Regions from separate parts of the Mus musculus genome. Here region 2 is linked to region 1. A link is a contact called in public Micro-C data. All regions are on one chromosome and are shown on one strand. The core of a region is the stretch at or near the end of the contact, and the rest is flanking DNA. Distances in the headings are between cores, read along the strand shown. Region 1 holds the start of Ssbp2 (single-stranded DNA binding protein 2). Region 2 holds the start of Homer1 (homer scaffolding protein 1).

Evidence for each region. A called contact is a pair of places that touch in the nucleus more often than the background predicts.
Region 2: a contact with region 1 is called in a Micro-C map of embryonic stem cells, with 19 times the contacts expected there. The contact joins the promoter of Homer1 here to the promoter of Ssbp2 in region 1. A contact is called at or near these places in 1 of 484 Hi-C or Micro-C datasets (embryonic stem cells) and 1 of 9 other capture datasets (liver).

Annotation. Positions count from the first base shown.
Region 1 is chr13:91,457,775-91,463,819 of GRCm38.p6, reverse strand. Ssbp2 (single-stranded DNA binding protein 2) reads right to left here and starts at 2,723. Exons shown (of 17, transcript NM_024272.4): 1 at 2,572-2,723. The coding sequence starts at 2,633.
Region 2 is chr13:93,300,006-93,305,407 of GRCm38.p6, reverse strand. Homer1 (homer scaffolding protein 1) reads right to left here and starts at 1,651. Exons shown (of 10, transcript NM_147176.4): 1 at 106-1,651. The coding sequence starts at 110.

The DNA of each region.
Region 1 (6,045 bases), core at 1,474-3,973:
TGAGAAAACACACTCTTGATTATAAAGCTAGTATGTTCACTCCGTCTTTGCCATTACTCACAACTCATTCTGCAAAACTGTTTTATAAAGATATACTCATACTTATTACTAAAATATAAACTAATTGTGACTTTTAAGACTGGAACGGTCTTAAGTTGCTTACTAGAGAATTATTTATCTTGGCTAACTCTTCAAATCTGCTTCCTTCAAAATTAAAAACAAAAATCCGTCCCCATACGTTTAATGGCAACTTTAAGTTTCCCATCTTCTGCAATCAATATACTGATATCAGTAAACAGAAACAACAGTGATCACATCAACTCTCCCATGACATTGATTCTATAAAAATAGGGTGTTCTTCAATGTTTGTCTTAGATCTGCTAGAAATTAACGCAGAAACAATAAACTCAGACAGCCACTGTCAACTCAAGTGGCTTCTTCACCTGTCTAGTCCACAAGGCAAAACGAGTTAAGAACTCGACTGCCAATTGTAGTAAATGGAAGAAAGATATTTAAATCAAACAGCACCATCTAGCCGAGCCCTCGTCGCTTTGCTCCTAAGAATGATGTTCCTTGGTGTTCAGTTTGGCAGATGAGAGTAAAGTGGCAATTACTTGTTTTTGTGACAGAATCAGAATTAGAGCTGGAAAGGACCAAAACATACCAAATCTAACTCCCTTGTCGTCTCTGCACTGAAAATCAATTTTATTTTTGTTTTTTTAAAGTCATGAGACCAAGGAATCGACTAGGCTGAATATCAGCTATTCATGGGAGTCCAGCTAAAACCCAAATTAATACCAAATTCAGTCAACCCCCAACAAGATTCTGTTTTCAATGAATCACATACAATTCCTTTCACTCCTCAAACTGTGAAATTCGGGTATTTTATAAACATTAAAGCATCCTCCTCCAGATGTTTTTATCAGATATATTACAGCCAAATGATTAATAAGCACACAGTAATATTTTAGAACTCCAAGTCCAGTAACTACAGTTTCTTAACCAGGCAATAAACACTGTATGTTTTTTATATTCCTTGTCACAGCAAGATCTTTAAAATACCAGGGGTGAAGGAATCAAAAACATCTCTCCATTAATGTTGTTGTTGTTGTTGTTGTTGTTGTGTTTTGTTTTCCTACATCAGGGCCTGCCACCTCTAAACCCTATGGGAATTGTGTGTGTATTGCTGCCAACACAAAGATTAGAACATGTTCCCCTCCCTGGGGCACAACAAACTTTCAAGGGTATGACTAACTGCCTAAGCAAGGGGGGTAAACTCCGTAGCCTACACATTTGGATTTTTTTATTTACCAAGCTGTTTTTGTATGCAAGAGACCCAGAGTACCTCTGAGAAGGACTTGCTCTCCCCCAGCCTGAGTCCCCTCAGCAAGACAGTATGTTCAATGACAAGGATAAGCTTGACGCCCCCCCCCCGCCCCCAGCAGACCCAGTACAGGGAATCAGTCTGAACATCTGCACATAGGAAAAAGGGGGGGGGGGAGGGTTCTTCCTCGGTGTCAGAGTCACTATTCGCTCTCATTTTAGTAACAACCAAATCGCCGTTACAAGTACACAAGAATAGCAGCCAACTAGCCTGCTCCGCAGCGTGCCGCGACCGTGGCACCTCGGCTCCCCAACGTCCTCCGGGTTCCCACCGAAGTTACCACCTGTATCCCCCACGACCCAGCGGAGCGGCTTGTGCCCAGCATCTCTGCCGCAGCCCCCACGCCGACCCGCGTCGGGTCCACACCGCGGGCAGCCCTCCTCGCGGCGCCGCCACGGCCCACGGGACCTGCCCTCCGCGCCCGCGGCCACCAACCCCCGGGGACACCGCAAGTCTCAAAAAGTTCTGGGGCCGCCGCCGAGCCGGTGTGCGGCGGGAGGCAGGAGCGCCAAGCTCTCGCGACCGACCCCGCGCGGGCCAGCACACACTCTCCCTCCGGGAACTCGGCGCTCCCACTCCCAAACTTCCCCCGCCGCCCCGGACCCGCCCGCCAGCCAGCTCGGCCTGCGCCGGGAGAACCCGCGGACCCGCGTCTCTGCGCCCGCCCGCCCGCCCGGCCCACGCCCGCACTTGCCCTCCGCGCCCCGCGGGGCCCCGCTTCCGCCCGCCCGGCCCGCCGTCCTCTCCCCTCTCCACGCTCGCGGGCCCCCGCCGCGGCCCCGCCGGACCCCGGCCGCCCCGCAGCCCGCGCCCCCCAGGCCCGCCGCGCGCCGCGGCCCGGCCGTCCTGGACCACAGCTCCAAAGTTACTTTGCGAGGAGGTGAAGCCGCGGGTGGTTCCCCTCAACCACCCAAACAAGTTTCCATCCCCGCCGCCGCCGTCCCCCCGCCACGCGCGTCCCTCCCGCCGCCCGCTGCCCGCGGCCACCCACCCGGGGGGCTCCCCCGTGGAGGCAGGCGGCCGCTCCCCGGAGCCGCGCGCCCCCGCCCCGCGCCTCCCCCTGCAGCCCACCCCCGGCTCCCCCGCGGCGGGGCGGCCGTGTGGCTGCGGTTCCCGGAGAGTGCGAGTGCGTGCGCGAGTGTGCGCGCGTGCGAAGGCGGAGGTGGCTGCGGCGCGGAGACACTCACTTCTCCCGGGCCTGGCTGTCGGACGGGACGGCGCTGCTGTTACTCTTGCCTTTGCCGTACATGCTTGTGCCGAGAGCAGCTCCCACTGTCACGCACCTGTCAACCCATCACAGCCTCCCCGGGAACAGCCCCGTCCCCATGGCGACCCACGCAGCCACCCCCACCATTGGCCGCCCCACGCCAGAGCTCCGCCCTCCTCGCCCTGGCAACGCGCGAGACTGACAGGCCTCCCCTCCCTCCGGCCTGCCGGAGCGCGCGGCGGCGGCTCGGCCTAAGCGGCAGTCTCCTCCCTCCCTCCCTCCCTCTCCCGCTCCCTCCCTCCCTCCCTCCTTCCCTCTCCGCCGCGCTCCCCCTCCCGCTCTCCTTCCCCCCTCCCCCTCCGAACCCGGGCGCTAGGGGGGAATTAGAAACTGCTCTAGAAGGATTTTAAACAACTGGCTGTTCCCTCCGCCGCCGCCCCGCCCCCCGCGCCGCCCGCGCCCGGCTCCTCACTGGAGAGAAGGCGCGGGGAGGAGGGGAAAGTGCGGCCTGGAGTGCCTGGCAGCGACTGCGGAACGGGAGTCGCGGCGGCCCCAGACTTCGGGGCGCCCGGCGAGTCCACAGGCGGACCCGCGGACCCGGCGCCGGGGTCCCGCCAACCTCCTCTCCCGCTCCTCTCCGGCCAGGCACCCCGGGTCCGTACCCGCGGTTGATCTCATCCCTCCTGTCTGGGGTGTCGCCCCAATCCCGTTCCCGGAGGGCCAGCAGGCCGGGGACGCCCGCTCTGAACCCTCGACCTTCTGGCTCAAGGACTGAGCGAACCTCTGTCTCTCCCTGGGAGGCACCGTGCCTCCCATTGGGGCGCCCGCTGAGGTGCTGTCGCCGGCTCTGAAGTCAAGCCCTGAATCCCAAAGGACCACCCTCCCTGGCGTCTGCCTCCTGTCTAAGAGGGGACTACACCCCCTCCCCTTCCCAAAGAGGTCAAGAGACCGACTCGTGGGACCGCAGTGGCCCAAGGCCTGGGTCCCTACCTCCCCAGTACTCTGCACAGACCTGCAGCAGACCAGGGGCCCAGGCATTCTCTACTCGGCCTGCTTTTATAGTTTGGATGGGCAATGTCATTTCAATTTGACCCTTGGACTGGAAAGATTCAGAGAAGGCCCTGAAAGACATCCCTGTATTTGCCCAGCAGAATAGGCCGCAGAGCCCAAGATGTGCAAAGCTGTGCCCAAGCTGAAAACTCCCGGAGAATATTTTTGGATCCAAGTCCCTAATCTCATTTCAGTGAATGCGCAAAAGTTTCTCAAGACACACGCAACCTGGTTTCTGATAGACTCCATCCTTTATTTTGTTAAAGATCCTTGGCTGTAAAATCAGACAGAGTAGAAATCCGGTTGAGAGAAGAGATGAGCTTCAAATGGGAGGTGACAGGGGAAGAGAGGTGCCATTGGGGTAGGACATGGAGACCTCAGAAAAGCATGAATAGAGGAGTAACGGTTATGCTAAGGAAAGGAAATAACATTCAAATGAGGAAGCATACCTTTCTATTGCACACAGCTTTAAGCATTTAGCAGTAGGATCATAAAAATGCATATGGAGATGCAGAGATAGATGGAAAGGAAAGAAATGGAGTTTGTGGGTTCTGATAGCAAGTGACAGAAATAAAACAGCAGAAGGTTAAAGAAGGGCAGTGAGTGAGACAGAGGGAGAGAATCAAAACGGGCTGGCAACTGAGCATCAATCAAAGACTGGGGGAAATAAAGAGGACGGACTTCCACTGTTTTTGAGGGAAATGAAGGTGGAAAGTAAACTATAAAAAGAGGGAAAAAGAATAGAAGAAACAGTCCAATGGAGGAGGCATGAGCATGACAAAAATAATGGAGGGCAGGCATGGCTTTTAAAAATATACATTTCTATAGAATAGACAATAATTACGCCAGTAAAAGAAGTGAGTATAAAGAAAGTATACAAGGTGACATTGGCTTAACTAGATTAATTCCAAAGAGAAATAATTTGCCATTTCAAACTGTAATTTTATTTTCTGTTTTAAATGACCCACAATGGTGGCTGAGCTACACGACGTACATGTCCTCCCTTCTGGTTCTAATAATCTGCAGGGATTTGGTGCTTGAAACATTACATTCATGGACTGTGAAGACCTAGAAGAAATGGGTCTGAGCCAGCCAGCAATCCACTCTTTCAAAAAAAAAAAGAAACTTGCTAAAATGCTCAAATATGTATAAAGTTGCCACCATTCCCAAACATTACCTCCAAGGCTAGCCTTGTGGAGCTGTTATTCTTTGATCTGCTGTTAGCTTTAAGTCAGAAAATGTTTACCATCTTAAGGCTCTGCTCCACCCATGGAACACTGCATGTGTGGCAGTGCTCAGAATACTTTCAGGAAGAGACCTCTGGCAACTGCTGAACTCCCTCCAGGTCCACAACTGAGTCAGAAACGGTTTGTTTGTTTTGTTTTGTTTTTTTTCCTACCAAAGATAGTTAAAGTCACAAGGACCTATATTTCCTGACCTTCTCTCCATACCAGTTAGAGGATAGGATGGAGTCAGACTGTAAGTAAATCAAGCACCCACTGATGGAATGAGATACAGTCACCACCTGCTGTCAGGGATAAAAGATAGAAGCCAGCTTGACTAGGTGTACTGCTACTTAATAGGTCATTTGGGGGGGGGGGAGGCACAGAACACCCTTTTGAGAGGGGGGGGGGGAGAGGTTGCCTTGCCATGTAACTCTCACTTTGCAAGTGTTTCTATGTGTGACAAGGAGCTTACCCTTTTCCTACACCTGGAAAAGGGAAAGATTCCCATTGAAACCAAAAATGGACTTTGTGCTGTCAAAAGGAAACAAAACACTGAGCCATTCTTCTTTAAGTGGTGTTGAGATTCTCCTGCCTGTGTTTGTTTGCGTACAGAATGACCAATCGACCTTGAGTAGGACCCAAGCACTTACAATTGCTAGCTTCCAAAGGATTCTGACATATAGCTAGGGCTGCTTACTTTAGATGGCCAATCCCATCTTAAGCAAGGCGTTTAGGTAGTTCTGGTATGTTGCAGATGACCCTCCTCCTGTAAGGCACTTAGTTATCTTTATTATGCACTTGACTGTCTACCCCCAGGCCAACAGTCGCTAACAGGATGACAATGTCTGGTTGTAGGTGTTGTGTTCTGATAACACAGGACCACAAAGAGTTGCAGCTTGCCCTGATGTATTCTAAAGAGAAAAGAAAATGAAGAAGGAAAATTGGAGATACTATTTGCTGTCTATTATTGTAATGTGTTCATGTGATTGGTTTTTTTCACCAAATTTGTTTCATTAGAAAGTCCTGTGGGTACTGGCATATTTTCTGATATTTAAAAACTAAATTACAGATCTGCATAATAAGATATAGGATTCAGAACAATATGGTCTTAGTATCTGGAAAGAATAAAATGTTAAAAGGTCTTAGTTCAGAACTTGCCAAATTGATGCCAGAATTAC
Region 2 (5,402 bases), core at 402-2,901, 1.8 Mb before region 1:
TACCCGTTTTGCAAGGGATCGGATTTAAAAATATGGTCACCACCACCGTTCAACTCCACACAAGCATAAGCAGATTTAAAGCTGTGATAAGCACAAAATCCTTACCCCATTTTGCCCAATGAAAACTTGCTCTGAAGTTTCTGCTCTTATGCTACAGAAATAACTTCCAAGGAATTTTCTCCGTCTGTTATTTTGCAGTTGCTTTTCCACCCCCGAGATCTTTTCCGGAGGCAACTCAACAAGGCAGACAATTCAGTTAGTTCTTGTCGGTAAAATGATTTCACTCGCGCTGACACCAAAATGTTCAAACATTTGGAATTTGAAAAGGTTGCGCGGAGAATATAGCACTTAACTATTCCACAAAATTAAGCGTACGTGTAGAAAAAACGCAAAAGCCAGCTTCAGCAAGTCTGATAAAAAATGAGTTCGCTGGTCATTTCGCTCACGTCTTCCACGACACTCAGGCAGCCAGGTTACTCGGCCTTTTTGGGCTAAGGCGGTGGGTTCAAATTTCACCACACCAGGTCCCTGGGGGTGGAGCGTGCAACCCAACGCGACGTGCACTTGAATAAAAATCCTACAGGCAGCAATGCTACTGCCTCCCTTACGTTTAAAAAAAAAAATTATATAGAAGAAATCTCGAAGTGCAAACCCCAGCCGCTCCCGATGTGCACGGCACACCACATTGGAATCTGTCCTTTGAATGTTCGTCCTCCTAAGACTCGGAGCAGAGAGGAGGTGGAGAGCAGGCAGAGAAGGCTGGGAAGGATCGATTCGTTTTCCCGAGGAGCAGCAGCGGAGCCATTTCCAGGCTGGCAGCTAGCTGGGGGCGCAGCCGCCGGGGAGCAGCGCAGGGGCCCGAGCCCACCTCCTTTGGCTTCCCGGCCCCCGCCGAGCACAATGGAGCCCCGCTCGCGGCCGCCCCCTCTTCCCGCCTCTCCTCGCAGCACCCGCGGCCTCGGGCTCCCGACGGCGGAGAATGAATGAATCAGAGAACCCAACCCCGCGCGGTCCCCTGCACCCAGCCCCCAAGCTCCCGGCGGCCGCGCGCTGAGGCGAGAGGCTGGCGGCTCGTCCGAGGCACGGCAGCCGCGGCTCGTGCCCCCACCCCGGCTCGTCTCTCCCGCTCCGCGCCGCCTCACATTCCCGGGGCTGCCGCTGCCTCCTTACACTCCCCTCAGCGGCTGACTCCGTCGGCCCGGGCGGCCTGGCGCCCGTCGCTGCCTCTGACTCCACGGAGCGGGCTCCGAACCGAGCGCAGCCGAGGGCGCCGCTTCCCGGTCCGCGCCGCCGGCGTGAGACGAGCACGGCAGCGGAGCAGGAGAGGGGGCGGGGCGGGGCGGGGCGGGGCGGAGAGCGCGGCCCTCCCGGCTCGAGGGGCGGAGCGCTGCCGCCGCCGCAGGCCGGCGGAGGAGGTGGGGCGCGGCGGAGGCGGGGCCCGGGCTCGGACCGGGGCGCTGAGGAACAACACCGGAGGGGATGAGCTGGCCGGTCCGTCGGTCCGTCCCTTTTTCCTTCCCCTCCCCTAGCGGCCGGCGGCGGACGGGCAGTGCGCTCGGCTCCTGCGCTGGCTCTGGGCCGCCACGGCCTCGTCCGCTCCGCACGCCGGGTGCTCGCGCTGTGTCTCCATCCTCCCCGCAGAAGGACCTTTAAATAGCAACGTCAGCGCGCTCCTCTCCGCACATACGTCACCCTCCGCTCACGTCAGCTTGTGCGGGGGATGATGTCACGCGGCCGGAAGTACTGCTAAATTAGGGAAAGAGCTGGGGGAGGCGGGCTGAGCGAGCTGCTCCGGGCCCACCTGCTCCCGGTTCTCTCGCTTCTCCTTAAAGGCCAAGGCGCCGGAGACAGTCTGAGGAGAGCTCGGAGAAGGAAGCGGCGGGAGGAGGTTTCCTTGGCACAAATGTGCCATATGCGAATGAATCACTCATAGCAACAGTGCCGAAGTGTCGCCGGTAAAGTCCTGTCTCCCTCTCCCACTGGGTTTGCAGCAGCATCCCCGGGCTGTTCACATCCCAACCTGCAGGGAATCGTGGGAGGGAGAGTGATCACTGCTGGTAGACTCGGGGAAAACCACCGTTAATTTTAGGAATCCTAAATACCATTCTGAACATAGTCAACTTTTAAGCTTTCTCCCCTCCTAAAGGCGTGCGTTTTAACTTAAAAAAAAAAAAAAAAAAAAAAAAAAAGAGTAGAGTTAGGAGCAAACCTCTTGTTACAAAGGATAGTAATTAAAGCAGAATGAGATTTCCAAATGTTCTAAATGTTGCAGTTCGCTGCATAGCCATGGTTCTGCAAGGCATAATGAGTCAAATTCATTAAAGTAAACTTAGTTCCCTCAGATAATTACCCTTCTACAGCATCGCAAGTGCCAACGAATCACCTTAGGTCTGACTTACCAAGGATATGAATTACAGTCTGGAAACAAAGTCCTACTTTATTAACACAAACATACGTTTGGGTTCCTGATTATTTTGAATCTTGTAAGCACAATAGCTCTCGAGTATATTTTCATTTTTTTTAATGTGGCAAGGATGACTAGCCGTCTATAAATTTATAGCTGCATATGTGAAATTGTGTTTTTAAAGTCATGAAGTTTTAAAATGGCCCTGTGTTGTTAAGGGCCTTTTATTGGTTAGACTCACAGAATGAGTTTTGCTTTTATTCCATTTAACTTGACAATTGTGGTTCAGAAATAGAAGTGCTGCACCCTGCTAAAGGCCATTAGTACTTCAGTTACTCCAAAGAGTCAGTGACCACATTTTACAAACTAAACTCATTTGACATGAAACATGAAACTCACTTCATTCAAAACCTGAAGTGACCCGAGAAATCCAGGACATGATATTATTACAAAATCATTAAATTGTCCTTAGAAGAATAGTACATCAATGCCAATGCAGTTCAAAAGAAAGTCAGCTAAAATTCTATAGATCATGCCAGGAGTGGTGGGTTTTGTTTTGCCTTGTTTGATTAAGATCTTGAACACCTGGGCTCTCTTCCCTAATCCCTCCTAAGCAATGCAGTTACAAGAATGTCCCTTGCTTGCCTGCTATATGTGGTTTTTAATACATGTTTTTAATGTTAACACATGATTTTTTTAATTAAGGAACAACAATTTTGCTTTTTTTTTCCATTGACATTTTCTTGCTTGAGTTTGGCAAAGTGTTAGGGCTAATTTATAACTAATCAGACTGCCTGATCATTTACCTGAACATTATAAAGTTATGATCTTGCTTTAAATTTGAAATATTAAAAAGACTGAGAGGAGTTTTTTTTTTCCTTTTTTTTCCCACATGTGTGTATGCATGTGTGTGTGCATGTGCTGGAACATGTGTACACGATAGAATGGAAATCAGGTTTAACGTGAGGAGTCTTCCTTGATTGCTGTCCACCTTATTGATGGATGGAGGGAGGGTCTCTCTCTCTCTCTCTCTCTCAACCAAACTCATCTTATCAGGAGGGCTAATCCAACTGACCAGCTTACTCTGGGCATCCAGTCTCTGGCTTCCTAGTACAGGAGATAGAGGTGGATGGCCACCCCACTCAGGGCTCACATCCAGTCTCTGCCTTCCCAGTGCAGGAGCTACAGGTGGACAGCCAACCCCACTCAGGGCTTATGTGGATGGTAGGGATCTAAACTCTGGTCTTCACACCTGAGTGGTAACTCAGGGTCTGGTTTTGTTTTAGTGTTGTAATGGAAGATTAATGAAAAGCAAATATCTGCTTTCCAAATCGGCTAATATACCATTGTACTGATAGAACTGATACTAAGTTATATTTCAGACAAATTTTTACTTAAATATAAAATACAAAAACAATGACACTGTTATTTTTCAAATAATGTCATCTTATGATCCTTGCAAAGTACAAATGCAATGTGTTATTACTCTCTAAAATGAAAAAAAGAAAAACTTTAAAAAACTACTCACCTACCCTTATTCTCTATTTCTGGGTCTTTCTTACTGTGTTAACTAACACTTATGTGACCATTTTCAAACACATTCAAGCCTATGATTGTAGCCTCCTCCCATTTGTGTTCTTTATCAAACTGATTTTTACCCACCTGCCAAGACAGTCTGTGAGCTGCTTCGGTGCCTTTAGAGTTTCTTTAAAGTCCTTTGCTCGGTTTCTGTTTGTCACAGGGTGTGGTGTCTTCTCAGCTGCCTCTTGCCAGCTGAAAGAGCAACTTTTTGTACATACATCTGACTGTTCACTGTGATGTAATTACTCAAAGCCTAAGTGGTCATTTCAGCATCTTATTCTAGCAACAATTGGCCAAGTTTTATTCTTTCCCCATTTGTGTGGGATTCACATATCAGGAAGTAGCTGTGTTGCCAAAGGTTTAAGTAAAACCTAGAAACATAATATGAGAGATGTCCTAGGGAAAATAAATGCCCTTCCTATTACCCTACTTTGAAACATTTCTAGTACACTTCCGACAGGAGTCGGAGAACCATTATATGGCTTTTTATCCATCAATAGATATCTTTTCTGCTAAAATGAGCTGTCATACCATAAATTCCAACTCTAATTTCCTTCTGTTGTTTTAAAGTACTGAACTTCCTAGAAAGGAGTGGATTTCTCTCACCGGAAGAGGAAGAAAGAACTTCAGCAGCATTTCAGTTTTTAACAGTTCCTCTTTTCCAGTATGCTCTCAAATTTATGGGGCGGTTTATGAATACCCTCTGATTTTAGAATCTGTGGGCGAAGACATCTGTTTCAGTTTTGGGTTTATTTCCATGCCCTTAGCAGGAGATGGTAGTCTCCAATGGATGTTCATAGATGTGTCATGAAATGGGTCTTTTTCAATGAAAAGTCATTCATGAGCTAGAAAAAAAATGCAGAAAAGAGAGTTAAAGCCAGGTTTTATTTTTAATTGACTTACATTAGATAATGCCACTGTCACTTCAAATAAAGTCATAAGCAGAAATACTGGATAGATAGCTCCCCTGCAATAGAAATCCCACAAGCTTATGACAAAAAAAAATGTATAAGAAACTAAATAACCAGCGAAGACTAAAAGTAATAAGAAAAGAATGAAACCGTAGAAAACAATTTCTAGTGGGTGCTAAAAATCTCATTGCACATGCTCTAAGGTTTAGCACACACAGGCCATCATTTACTTGAGTTGGCTTGGATAAAGGCATCTTTCATTATTATTACAGTCTTCATCTCAGCAGAAATGAGGTGGCAGAAAAGTCTTTTCAAATGAATTTCAATTAAAAAGGAAAAACACAATCTCAAGAGTGGGAATGTAGGTGTTTGGCTTCTCAAGTCTAAGTCTTCCAGACAGATTTCCTCATCTGAGAACATCCATACATGATACTTTTTTTCCTCTTAAACAGAATCGTTTGTGAGTTGTAGAGGAAGAGATATTGAAGAGTTATCCACAGGAAAAC